Linked DNA regions of Gossypium hirsutum: region 1 is linked to region 2. A link is a contact called in public Hi-C data. All regions are on one chromosome and are shown on one strand. Each heading gives the region's core, a stretch centred on a gene start, on an enhancer-like site or on the middle of the called end of the contact. The rest is flanking DNA. Distances are from core to core; before and after follow the strand shown. Region 1 has its middle 11 kb from the start of LOC107899213. Region 2 overlaps LOC107898986 (branched-chain amino acid aminotransferase 2, chloroplastic).

The links. Hi-C and Micro-C count contacts between places; a contact is called where the count stands out from the background.
Region 1: a contact with region 2 is called in a Hi-C map of leaf, with 4 times the contacts expected there. The contact joins two enhancer-like sites. A contact is called at or near these places in 5 of 34 Hi-C or Micro-C datasets (hypocotyl, leaf and seedling).

The regions. Positions count from the first base shown.
Region 1 is chrA11:60,740,756-60,747,228 of Gossypium_hirsutum_v2.1, reverse strand. No RefSeq gene overlaps it. Among protein-coding and RNA genes, the nearest start is that of LOC107899213, 11 kb to the left of the region's middle. Within about 2 kb of position 2,203, at least 1 of the 9 cell types and tissues checked has an H3K27ac peak or open chromatin away from gene starts, as enhancers often do. A contact at or near this core is called in leaf, where this site is marked.
Region 2 is chrA11:60,653,108-60,659,303 of Gossypium_hirsutum_v2.1, reverse strand. LOC107898986 (branched-chain amino acid aminotransferase 2, chloroplastic) reads right to left here. Exons shown (of 10, transcript XM_016824578.2): 7 at 6,099-6,196; 8 at 5,335-5,430; 9 at 4,360-4,472; 10 at 3,517-3,896. The coding sequence ends at 3,779. Among protein-coding and RNA genes, the nearest start is that of LOC107898986, 8.5 kb to the right of the region's middle. Within about 2 kb of position 3,378, at least 3 of the 9 cell types and tissues checked have an H3K27ac peak or open chromatin away from gene starts, as enhancers often do. A contact at or near this core is called in leaf, where this site is marked.

The DNA of each region.
Region 1 (6,473 bases), core at 954-3,453, 89 kb before region 2:
TAATCATATATTCTAATAATATTATTTATTAACATTCATTCAACCAAACATCCTCTCAATGTCGTATTGATTTTTAGAAGAGTTAATCTTGAAGTACAAATATTCAATACTCTCTTTTAATATGTGAAGTGCATAAAATTAGAATTTCAATCTCGAATCATGATCATCAAATGAATACACAAAATTACAATAAAAACTTAAAAGGAGAAAGATACATCTATATATATATTTAATTTAAAGCCAGGGCATCAATTAGAGAATATTGTAACGGGTAAAAGTCTTCAGAATTTCCAACATACATTAAGTCTCAAATCACACAAACGTGTGTCGTATTTTGTAATTTTGGGATTAATCACTATAAACATAAAACAAAGTTATTAATGTATTAATATATATATATATATAAGTATTGATGAGATTCATGTAATTTGCAATGCATGTTATTCATCACTACCTTAAGGTTTTCTTCCAAATATCTTATTTGATATGCTACATATGGGTGCCGAAAGCCCATAAAAACAAACAATTTCATTTGAAGTCATCAATGTTGTCTTAAACCCATACCGTCTGCAGGATGGAGAAAAAGAAATAATGTCGTATTACACACGGGCGCTTTGTCTGGGAAAGAAAAAAAGTATGTTTTGATGAACCTTTTTCAAAAGTTAGCCCTTGCTTAAGATCCTGTCTGCTCTCATTTTAGCAAACATCTATAGTTCTCATTAATAATTTAACCCCAAGCATGCATGCATATATATATATATAAATGCCAATATATATATATATAAATGCCATGGCCAGTCAGAGATTTGCAAGTTCAGTGAAGGCAGAAACAATGAAACATGTCTTTATGGTACGGGGAAGAGAATCTTCACATGACACATTATTTTTCGTGTAAAATTACAACATATGGTTATACTGAATTGATGTAATTAATTTGCATGGGATGCTACTTGCTTTCACTACAATTTCTTGGGGTGATAGAGTGACATTCCTTTCGGAACTCTCCCAACAATTTGCTCACTTTTTTGTATCCAAAAGTGGAAGATATATATCCCTAATATTCCGCTTCACACATCATCATTAATGTGGTTTATAACCTAAACTATTGTTCTTACCTGGCTTGCTTTATGAAAATTTGAAGCCGACCCTTGCTAGTAAAAGTACATACATATTCTTTGCATGTGGGCAGAAAAGTAAAGGAAAAAAGCAGACATTGAATGTGTTTATGAGATGATAATGGAGTAGACATCTGTTTAACAAATTGTTCTTGGCCCCTACCTTCACAATCCATCATTAATCGTCCTTTCAACCTTTTTAATATGATTTCTTACGTGCATTAAGGAACATTACAATTTACAAAATCACAGTTTAAATGCATCGAATATTGTTAATTAAATACTTTTTTTTCATTTAATAATGTATAAAAATGAATTCCTACTTTAATTATCTGACAATAAAAATGTTGAAATCACTTAAGAAATAAAAAAAATCTAAATTTAAAATAAATTAGAGAAGGAAATGAAAGTAAAAATAAACAAAATAATTTAACCACCTTTTGATGAATGCTATTAATCATTGTCCCATAAAAATTTTCTTAATCAAAATTGTCCATTTCTAGCATTAGAGAACTTTTTTTTCCTTATTTACTATTTACTACCAATAATTAAATATCTCACATCACATAATATAACATACATCTAATAACATAAGACTAGAAATAGTTAAACATTTCCTGAACCAAATAATAATGGACAAAATGAAAAGATAAACATTTGAAAAAAAATAGTTTTAATTTAAATGCATAAAATTAAATTAGATAAAAATAAAAAAATTATTTTGGGTGCCAATTGATCAATTTTAATGTAAAAAATATATACTCACATTCACATATACAAAGAAAATATTCAAAATTTTTGAGGTGACTCCTTAAGCTATCCACAATTGATTACAAATGTAAGCATTTGGTTAAAATATATATTTGATAATGAATCGAATTTTTATACGTTGAAGTCACCTGAGTTTATTTTTATTGATTGCATAGAATTAGATATTATCATCCAATAAAATATAAACCCAAAACCTAATTATTTTTATAGGTATTATTGAAATGTTGACAAGGCTACTACGTGAAGCCTGGAAGCCTTTATAATTCCAGGCCAGATATCTTCTTCTCCTAATGTAGCCCATAAATAAATGGTTAATGACCCATCAGGAGTTGTTTGGTCCCTACTTTGGCCTGGTGCTTCACACAAAAACATAATGTGTATGGGTCTATTCCAAATCTCGATCATGCTTCCAAAAATTGCGGTCCCTGAAGCAAAAAATGGTCATCCAAGAGTTTTGTGCATGTTCAAATTTAAACGCATGATGTTTGTGATATTCAAGTCATGCAGGCAAAAATGGTACCGCTTTGGTTGGTTAATCCAAATCCTTGCATTTATGACTTTTATAGTCTTAGAAGTTTTTTGCAAAGTTGAGCAACTCATAAAAAAATAATAATAATAATGGAAAAATGATTGATTATTACTCTCAATTATTGTTAAAGTAAAAACACTTAAAATAAGAAGAGTTATAGCATCCAAAAGCACGTCGAATTTTGTACATAAAATTGAATTAACCAAGTTTTCTAAGCACTTAAAAGCGCCTCTCTAGATGGTATAGTTTGTGTTTAGAAACCTTGATTGGCTTTTACAAAATATTATACTAGTTCTACCATCAAGAAGTACCATGACAATTTTCTCCTAATTTCATAGCAATAATTGGAAGTGGTTTCATATTTTATGGGTATTTCAAATGGTTCTCACAATATGAACTACTAAAACCATTTGAGGCAACTCCTATATTGCTAAAAAAACTAATAATTATGGGTGTAAATTTTACCATGTGCAGAGCTGTTTAAATTGAAATATAAATTAAAAATTTTGAAACAAAATCTTCACATTATCGGCACAATGTTGAAATATTCCATTTGTTAAACAAGTTTTTATGTACGGGTGGCTAAACTAGAGGGTTGTAAAATCAATTCCTAAGATAAGTTTGGAAGCTTAAATACATTGCAGACACAAACAAGTATGGCATCGCCCCCTCTGAATTTTGGCTTCTTCCCCCACTTTCAATCCATCATATTATCTCTTCCCCCAATACCCATTGTACAACAAATCCCGGAAGTTTTCGCTGAGAAAACCAAAATAAAGAGTGAGAATACTATATTTAAAATTCATCAACTGTCACTACCCGTATAGATTACAAAAAACCACCCAACTTTTTCTTCTTTGAAAACGAATAAACACAACCATCCAATTTTTTTAATCAGATACAAACAAGGTTTGCTAACTTTGAAGATTAGAATCAATTGGGAATAGTAACTCTATTAGTGTGAGTATCCCTATCAATAGATTAGTGGGATTGATTATTTTATTCTAAATAAAAGAATGTCGTCGGGTGGCTTTCGTCGCGGCGTAGGTGACCTTAAGCCTTCAATCAAGGTTTCATTTAGTTTGATTATGATTATTTTAATTGATAAACAAATAACAAAATAAAAAATTTAAAAAAAAAAAAGTTATGATCTGACACAACAATGTGCCCTTTAAAATTTTGGAAATTTTTGATGTTATCCTTGGACATTGTTTCTGTTTTGCCTTGTTCCAAGCCATCCATTATTCCTTTCACTTTACCAACACTTTTTATATTTGTTTACTGTGCTTGCCCAATTTATCCATCTCCATATATGCCTTCCTCGCAGCTTAATTTTTCAAAATTAAGATTGATTTGCATTATCATTTTCAAAATGGTACATCTCTCTTTATCCTGTCTCCCAAGGTAGTATGTACTTTGGGATTGAGCTTTAAATTTCATTGTTGATAAGATTCCTAAGTAAAACTCAAGGTTGGAAAAGTAAAAACTTTTTATCTCAAGCAGGTAAGGCAATGCAGTTCCAAAGTCCTTTTGTTATGAGATTAACGCCATTCTGGTGGACTACTTCCTTCTCTGATATGTCGATATATACATCCAAAGGATTGAGGGGGGTTGGGCTTTCGTGAATTTGACATCTTTAATGGTCCCTTTTGGCAAAACAAGCTTGGCCAGTGCTTTTGGGTTCAGGTTCTTAAAGCAATTTGTTTTCCTTTTACCTCGGTTCTTGATGCTCGAAAGGGTGAAGTCCTGTCATGGGCATGGAAAAGTCTATCTGAAGGTGTAAAAATGCTGTGACCTGGATGGTACATTGATCCAATCAACATTAAACACGCCCTGAACCGATCCCTCACCAGCATAATAGAGCATGCAACATTTATTTTAATGAAAAATTTGATACGATACCGAAATTGTACCCACCACCATGCTCCCATAACCCTAAAATTTTCCCAACATTTTCTAGTACAATTCTTCATTGTTTTAATCATTAGCTAATGAAATAAAAAATATATAGTTTGGGACTGGACCAGTTGACTTAATCACTCATATCCATGATCCCTTTACTGGAAGAACAGAGTTCAAACCCTTCCGCACAAGAGAAAATGAAAATGCTAAAGTCTCTTCATAAAAGCTTGATGCCATTTATTATTGTTTGAGGAAATTGAATATTGCTAGTAATTGACATTTGAAATTAATATAGTAAATTTTGAAACCATTTGACAATATTATGATAATATGGTAAGAGACAGCTGCTGTCTATCTTCTTTTCTTTTTTTCTTTTTTTTTGCAAGATATTATTGTTATTTTTTCCATTCCATTAATGTTGTCGAGTTCATATATATGCATTCTCATTCATTGATGACATGTTTAATATAATTTAACTAATGTAGGGTGTTGCGCGGAAGCGTGTGAAAGAGTAAAATTATTGTACTAAAAAATCACACTAAGTTCAATTCCCAGGAAAGAGAGGTGAATCACGAGGATCACTTAAGTACCAAGTCTTTCCTAGCCAGAATATCCCTCTATCGTAATTTAATAGCACAATAAATCACTACAATCACACTCACAAAATATGAACATTAAATAGTAAAGAACACCAAAATTTTAACAAGGTTCGGCAAATCTTGCCTACGTCCTCGGGCACTACCAAATATATTTCACTCCAAAATACAAGTGAAACTTTACAAATAGGGAGAGAGAACAATGCCTTAAGTAGAGAATGGCAAATGTGGGATGATGAGAATGAGCAATGGTTGGCCTATTTATAGTTGAGATTCAAGGGCCACCTTGCAAAGTCACTATTCACTTAGGGACCAAAAATTGCTATTTTCCCATGCCCAACACCAAATAAAATATTTGGTGCCCATAACTTTGACCTTTCCAAAGTATGGGTAGGTATGGGAAAGGTATGGGAAAGGTATGGGGTATGGGTATATTCTAATAATCTCCACCTTGAAGATTTGATTAGGATAATCTTATCTTCACACAATTCTTTCTGCTTTTGACAACAATACTTGATAGTGCCTTCTTCAACTGTTAAACTTGCAGGATATTAATCAAGTTCAAACAATGTTCGAACTTGGTTGCTGTTACCACCTTGGTCATCATATCTGCGGGATTATCTGCAGTCTTGATCTTCTGAAGACAAATTTTCCCCTCTTCAATAATTTCCCGCACAAAATGGAATCGTACGTCGATATGTTTTGTACGTGCATGATAGACTTGATTCTTTGCTAAATGAATAGCACTTTGACTATCACAATACACGTTAATATGCTCCTGAACCAACCCCAAGGTTTTAGCCATACCTTGTAACCAAATAGCCTCCTTTACAGCCTCTGTTACAGCCATGTACTCGGCTTCTGTGGTTGACAACGCAACTGTAGACTGTAGTGTAGACTTCCAACTTATTGGTCCTCCAGCAAGTGTAAACACATAACCGGTGGTTGATCTTCGCTTGTCCAAATCACCGGCATAGTCAGAATCAACGTACCCAATAACACCTTTACCAAGTGTATTATCCTGCTTGAACAGTAATCCAACATCCACGGTCTTCTGAATATACCGTAGAATCCATTTCACAGCTTGCCAATGTCCTTTTCCAGGATTATGCATATACCTGCTCACTATACTAACTGCCTGTGAAATGTCGGGTCTTGTACACACCATTGCATACATCAAGCTACCCACTACATTAGAATACGGAACTTGCAACATGTATTCTCGTTCCGTATTCGTCGAAGGAGATAGTTGTGCAGAAAGCTTGAAATGAGAAGCCAACGGGGTACTTACAGGTTTGGTCTGCTCGTTCATGCCAAACTGCTGTAGTACTTTCTTCAAATACTGCTTCTGAGACAAGCTAACTCTGCCATGAGCTCTATCTCTACATATTTCCATGCCGAGAATCTTTTTAGCTTCTCCTAGATCTTTCATCTCAAACTCGAGATTGAGTTGAGTCTTCAATCTTTCAATCTCAACTTTGCTCTTAGATGCTATTAGCATATCATCAACATATAAGAGCAAGTATATGAAAGTTCCTTCTTGTAGCTTCTGAAAATACA
Region 2 (6,196 bases), core at 2,129-4,628:
CATCACAAGAGATCATTGATGAAGGTCGTAGGTCTTGTTCAGGGACCTTCTTCCACTCAATTTTTTAAAAGCATGAAAGGTTCATGTCTGGTTTCAATCATGAATGTTTAATAAATGTACAACAATTACTTGTGGTATTCTTTTCCTAAATTATATGGCATGCTTATCATACATATGCATCAACATACTTTGAAGCCAATTTAAATATCATCATGCTATTACATAAAAACATAAAATTAACTAACTCGGACCAACCAATGTTTCCATAATTCCATCCTTAAAAATAATAAATAAAAATTACAGTTATGATCACACAACGTACTTTGGGTCTTTTTGGTGAAAGTCAAATATCTTAATTTTTAGGGATTTCCCCAAAACCACAAATGGTGTTGTCAAATTGTTGTTGCCATCATAGGCTTCCACTGCCACCATAATTGATGTCACCATCATTGTTGTCGGGTCGTCGTTATTGCCACCATTGACCACTATTGACCACCACCGCCGCCAACCACTATTGACCATCGACAACCCCTGTTGTCGGACCACCATCGGTCTTTTTCCAGTTGGTTGGGTAAGGTTTGCGTCGTCTCGATCAGTCTTGAAAATGCTAACTAAAATGTTTTTAGTGAAAATGCTAACTAAGATGTTAGCAGCCTACATGATAATTCAAATGTACTTCATGCTATTTTTTGAATTTATAATTCTAAAATTATTTGTTTATGTGAAATATAATACAAATAATGCTATATCTGCATGAAGTGCATGCAGACTGCCATGTAGGTTATCATGCTAATATTGTTAAAATATTTATGTTTTTGTTAAGAAAAAAATGATTTGACTCTTTTTGAAATATTAATTATTGAATTTATGTAATAAAAATAAAGAGTCAAATTGATAAAAGATATAAATTTTAAGGGTTAGATTTATCATTATACTAAAAATAAACTACAGACAACCTTTTATATTGAAATGCTATTCCATAATTAACCCTCAATTTTATATTAAATGACTAAGGTGAGTCAAAACCTCCAAAATTGAAATTAAGTGCAAGTCATTGAAATATGGATTGTTATAGACTATTGAAATTTCCCATAAATCTTTGAATTATAAAATTGATATTTATCCTCCTTTATTTGTAATGCTGAATCTAAGACTTTCATAGCAAGTGCTGTTCTCAAGGCATGAAAAGAAAAAATTGTTGCCATATTTGTAACGTGTTTTTTTCTACCAGATTGGAACCCTAATTCTGCAGTCCATCCAATTGAAAAACACTAAGATGACCTTGCTCTCTCTTTATTTAATTGTTAAAAAAATATAACACATTAAATCAAGAATCGTGACAAAGATATGTTTTGAAATTTATGCCTAATTTCTAGAAACATGTTTTATGGTGGTTTGATTTGAGTGGTCAAGAAACATGTGAACGACTTCATTATCAATGTTATAAATGTAAATGCATGCACCTTGTTTTTTCAAATCTGTAGCCCTACTAATTGTATTTCTAAAGCTCAGTGTAATTAGAAAATTAGCTTGGTGAGTAAGATTTTTTTTTTTTTTGGAGGAATTAATTTTATGTAAACTTCTATTAGTCCATTATAATCCTTCTTTAATATTTATATTTGATATTATCAATCAAGTTTTAGTAGGGCTTTAAATCCTAAATACAATTCATCATGTACAGTTAAATTGTATGGATCACCGAATTCCATTATAAGTTATTGTCACGTATTTGATATTAGTAATTCTATTCTTTATTTCAATTCTTCTAAAATAATTTGACTCTATATTTAATTATTTCAGCATGTATTTATACTGGTATTTTTATTATATTCTACTCATAAACTTTTAAAATATATTCATATTTGATGAGGTTTTTTAAATATATTTGATGAGTTAAAACTATATACTAAATCAAAAGAAAATTATCTTTTCTTTGGACGAATTACTAATTATTAGTATTGAATCCCAAGCGTCTAGAGTACAAAAATAAATTATCATGTGAAGGAGAAAAGAAATAACCTAGTTTTGTATAATAAGGGAGGGGTAGGTATAGGGTTTGAACTCTGAATTAGGTGACAAGAGATAAAGCAATTAATGAAGCTATATTATTGTTCTTCGTTTTCAGTATTGTGATATATATATATAAAAGGAAAAAAAAAACCTGATGATCTGTGGGGATCATCATCAGCATATGATATCTAGAAACCATGACATGCAAAAGCATGAGGAAGAGTGGCTCCATATAGGGGTGAAGACTTTGTAATGGAAGAAAGGTTCAAAAGATGTTCCCTGAATTGACTGCCATTGAAGGGGATAAAGTGATTGATACTTTCCAATCATGTGCTAAATCCTCCATGAAAACTGAAAAAGCAAGTCAGCAAACGCGGTTTCTATCTCTCTTTTTGCTCAGCTGCTGTTGCAGTAATGCTGAGTTTAGAAGCTCAGGAAAAAGATGTGTAAAAAGGTCAAAAGAACAAAGAAAAAAACAATTTGCAGATAAACCCAGATTCTTATGGTAACTTTTGAAGTTTCAATATTGGTTTATATGGCTGTCATTCAATTTTGATTAATATAATATTCACAATGTATTTTTCTTTCTTTTTCCCGGGCCGTTTTCACAAGCCAATGTGTTCTTGTAACGTGTCTCTTCCTTCTTTGGTTTATAGGGGGTTTTTTTCTTTTCTTTTTTTACTTAAAAAAAGTAATCACAAAACTGATTTACGGTTCGCTCAAGCTGGAGGTGATATTTAAGTACCTCTCTCTTTTAAGAGTTATGACTTGAGATTTGATCTCAATCCAAACACTCTGCTTTTTTTAATTTAGGTAGAAAAAGCATTGCTTTATGTTTGAATTAATTCTAGAAACCCTGATGGAAGAATGCTATGATATTTAAATATGAATATAGGTTAAAAACATTCATATGTATAATAACATCAAGAAAAATTGAGTACGTACGTCTTAGAAATATTTTATCCGACACTAATCCAAATCCATATAACATAGGACCAAAAGTACTTCCTCAGTGAGGGATAGGCAAATGTTTCATTACTACAGGGGCCTTACTTTGGGTAATGATTGCCTTGTTGTTATTATTATTATTTAAGGAGGAAAAGAAAAAAGGATTCAAGGTAAAGTCGGGAAACAAGTTGGGTCCAGTAACGCTGGGTTTCAGCTTATATTAACAAATAGAATGGTATGGTCAGAAACATACAACTCAAAGCTGGTTTGGGAAAAGAGTATGAATGCCAATCCACGAAAGTAACTTAAATGCAAATGCCAGACAATTCTTCAGCAATTTCTTTTAGACACATCACATGAAGGGAAAAGGAAAGAAGCACTTTGTCTAAATAGTTTTGAACACACTCAATCACGTAATAGTGGGCTGGACTTCGGCCGACCACCTCCGCGTTCACTTACACACCACCTTATGAATTCCAGGGCCCATCTATTGTGGCATTTTCAAGTAAATTCTACATTTACACGTAAATTTTCAGCAAATCAAACAAGCAAATTGGATTGGTTGCTTTTCAGGCCAACTTTTATTTTTTATGCTTAGTTTCCTTCTTTAAAACAAAGACCGTCTCTATGGCCAACAATTGAAATTTCACTAACTTGATAAGTTCCAAGACAAAAACTAAGGAAATCCTGACCAACATAAAGATTAAAACTATATCTACACATTACTAAAGGGAGAAAACAAACATTTTAACCAATGCAGGCCATGTCTCAGGTGGAGTCAAAACATGCAAACCAGACTGTGACTTACAGTATCCTCAACTCAACTCAACTCAACAGTCCAGTCCATCTTGTCGTCTATAAGACCCATCTGGAGTCTGGTAAGCACAGAGTAGAGCTGTTGTGCAACAGCCCCAAAACCATCTACGCCATATGACACCCTGCACGTTTTGAAAATCTTTACATCAAATTTGATTTCTTCCACCACAGAATGCGAAATGGACAACCTACTTCAGCGTTTAGGGAAAATGCAAGTAAAATAGCAGTCTTGCTTTATCAAGACAATGTTACCTATGGCTTCAATCACTTTCTATTAAATAAAGTTTACAATCATAGAAATAGAGTGAAAAATTTGTAAACAAAATGACTTTTTCCTGTACTCAATGTCCATCTAAAAGGTAAGCTCAACTGTGGACTCTCCTAATTTTCCATACAATTGGGAAGTTTAAATTCTATAGACATGAAAAAAAAGTAACTAATGAAACACTACATGCCTACCATCTCCATCTTTGTCTCCAACAATGATATAGAGACAAGTAAAAATTTAAGACTGTAAACAGAACATGAAGAAGCAAATTACTAACTAAAGAAAAAGACATTTACTCAATTGCACATGGAATTTACCTTTTACCCTTGTATGTAATGCTGCCAACAGGCGACACTACTACTGCTGTCCCTGTGCAAAACACTTCGTCAGCATCAAGCAATTCATCTACTGGCACAAAACGCTCCTCAACCTGCATCATCAGCAGGGTTAGAATTAGGAAGTGATCCTAAGAGCTCCCTCAGACACTCAGTGATTCAAATGAGTTACTATTAGGATGTCATACAATAGAAAAATTGAAAAATTTTACTAACTAAATCAGGAGAGACCATGCATAAAAAATCAGAAAAAAGAAATTGAAGAATGCCTACCAACGAATTCAGAAGATATAGACAGGTGAAGAAACTTTATAATCAAGGAAAATAGGCAGTATTCTTTTCCCTGTTCTCTTTCTAAGATTTGCAAGCCTTTACCTCTAAAAAGGGATTCTAAGCGACAAAGAAAAGAAAGAAAAGGATGGTAACCACTTTGAAACACTCCATAAGAAAAAACATTAGACAAGAAACACCAAAACTATTTTTCACATTAACACAACAGCATCCACATGCTGTAGAAACTAAATAATACACATTCTCCATGATCAAACAGCTGAATTTTGAGCCATAGGGCTCATGTAGGAACTCTTTCCGTATTTTGATTCCTGAATCATTAATGTCTAGGAACTTCCATACCAATCAACAAAGAATATGATTTCAATGTGCATATTATGTGTAAATCCATTTTTTCATTAACAAGTCCGTAGAAGGCAATGCAAGGACTCCAGGAAACACAATGAAAAGAACTTCAGTTGCCCTCCATTATCAAAGAATAAAGATTCTGTAATGCCAACTTTATCCTGCGATAGTAATAACTTGAAACTCTAATAATTAGGAGACAAACCCTTCGATGTCAGGTAAAGTGTGTGCAAATCCAATTACATGCATTCCTGGATATACATGATATTACTTTTAACACAATTAATTTGTCAACAGTCTTCCAAACTGCAGAACAAGTACCTGGAACCCTTGGCTTCGAGCAACATCAATTATACTCTTTCTTGTGATGCCAGGTAAGATTGTTCCCTTTATTGCAGGAGTTGAGATGACATCACCCTGAAAACACAAATATTAAGTTAAAAAAGGAAGCATTAGTGTCAACAGCACTATCTCAATATGTTTGAACTCATCAACCACCATTGAGTACAGAAAAATAAAAAACAAGCCTTAATTAACTCTGAGATTAAATCCTTCAACAGATCATTTAAACCGCAACTATTTTACCGTAAATAGATTAAACAAAATATCCTTCAACAGATCATTTAAAACCAATTATTTTATTTGATCAAACTATGCAAGTATTTAGAGATACTAAATTTAACAAAGATGAATTGTTAGCATCTACAACTGGCTGTAGTGAATAAGCAAAAGTCATTTAGCCAAGGTCGAGACAATATGGCAACCCCAATTCTTATTTGAGTGTCAATGAAAGACTACAAAGATGGGACTCTTTTGTTGTTATGGTACATTACACAAACATTCAGCAAGGAGATTATGGTAACAGAATGGCCCACTGATAAAGCATGGTTATGAAGTTTCAATATTAAGACACATACTTGCTGAACAAATGGAACAAGGTTTTCTAAGAGTGGGAGAATGCAGAAAGGTAGGGGCAATATCCAGCTAAAACATAGATTGCTGTTAAATGCATCTATCTATTATAAAATGAGTGATGTAACAAAGCATGGTTATAAAATATTAACTACGACAATTGAACATAATACCTTCACCACGAAAATGTTGCAAGAAGAAACTTCCTCCAAATACTTTTTGTGAACACAATCAAGATAGAGAACATCAGAATATCCTTTGGCCTTTGCAG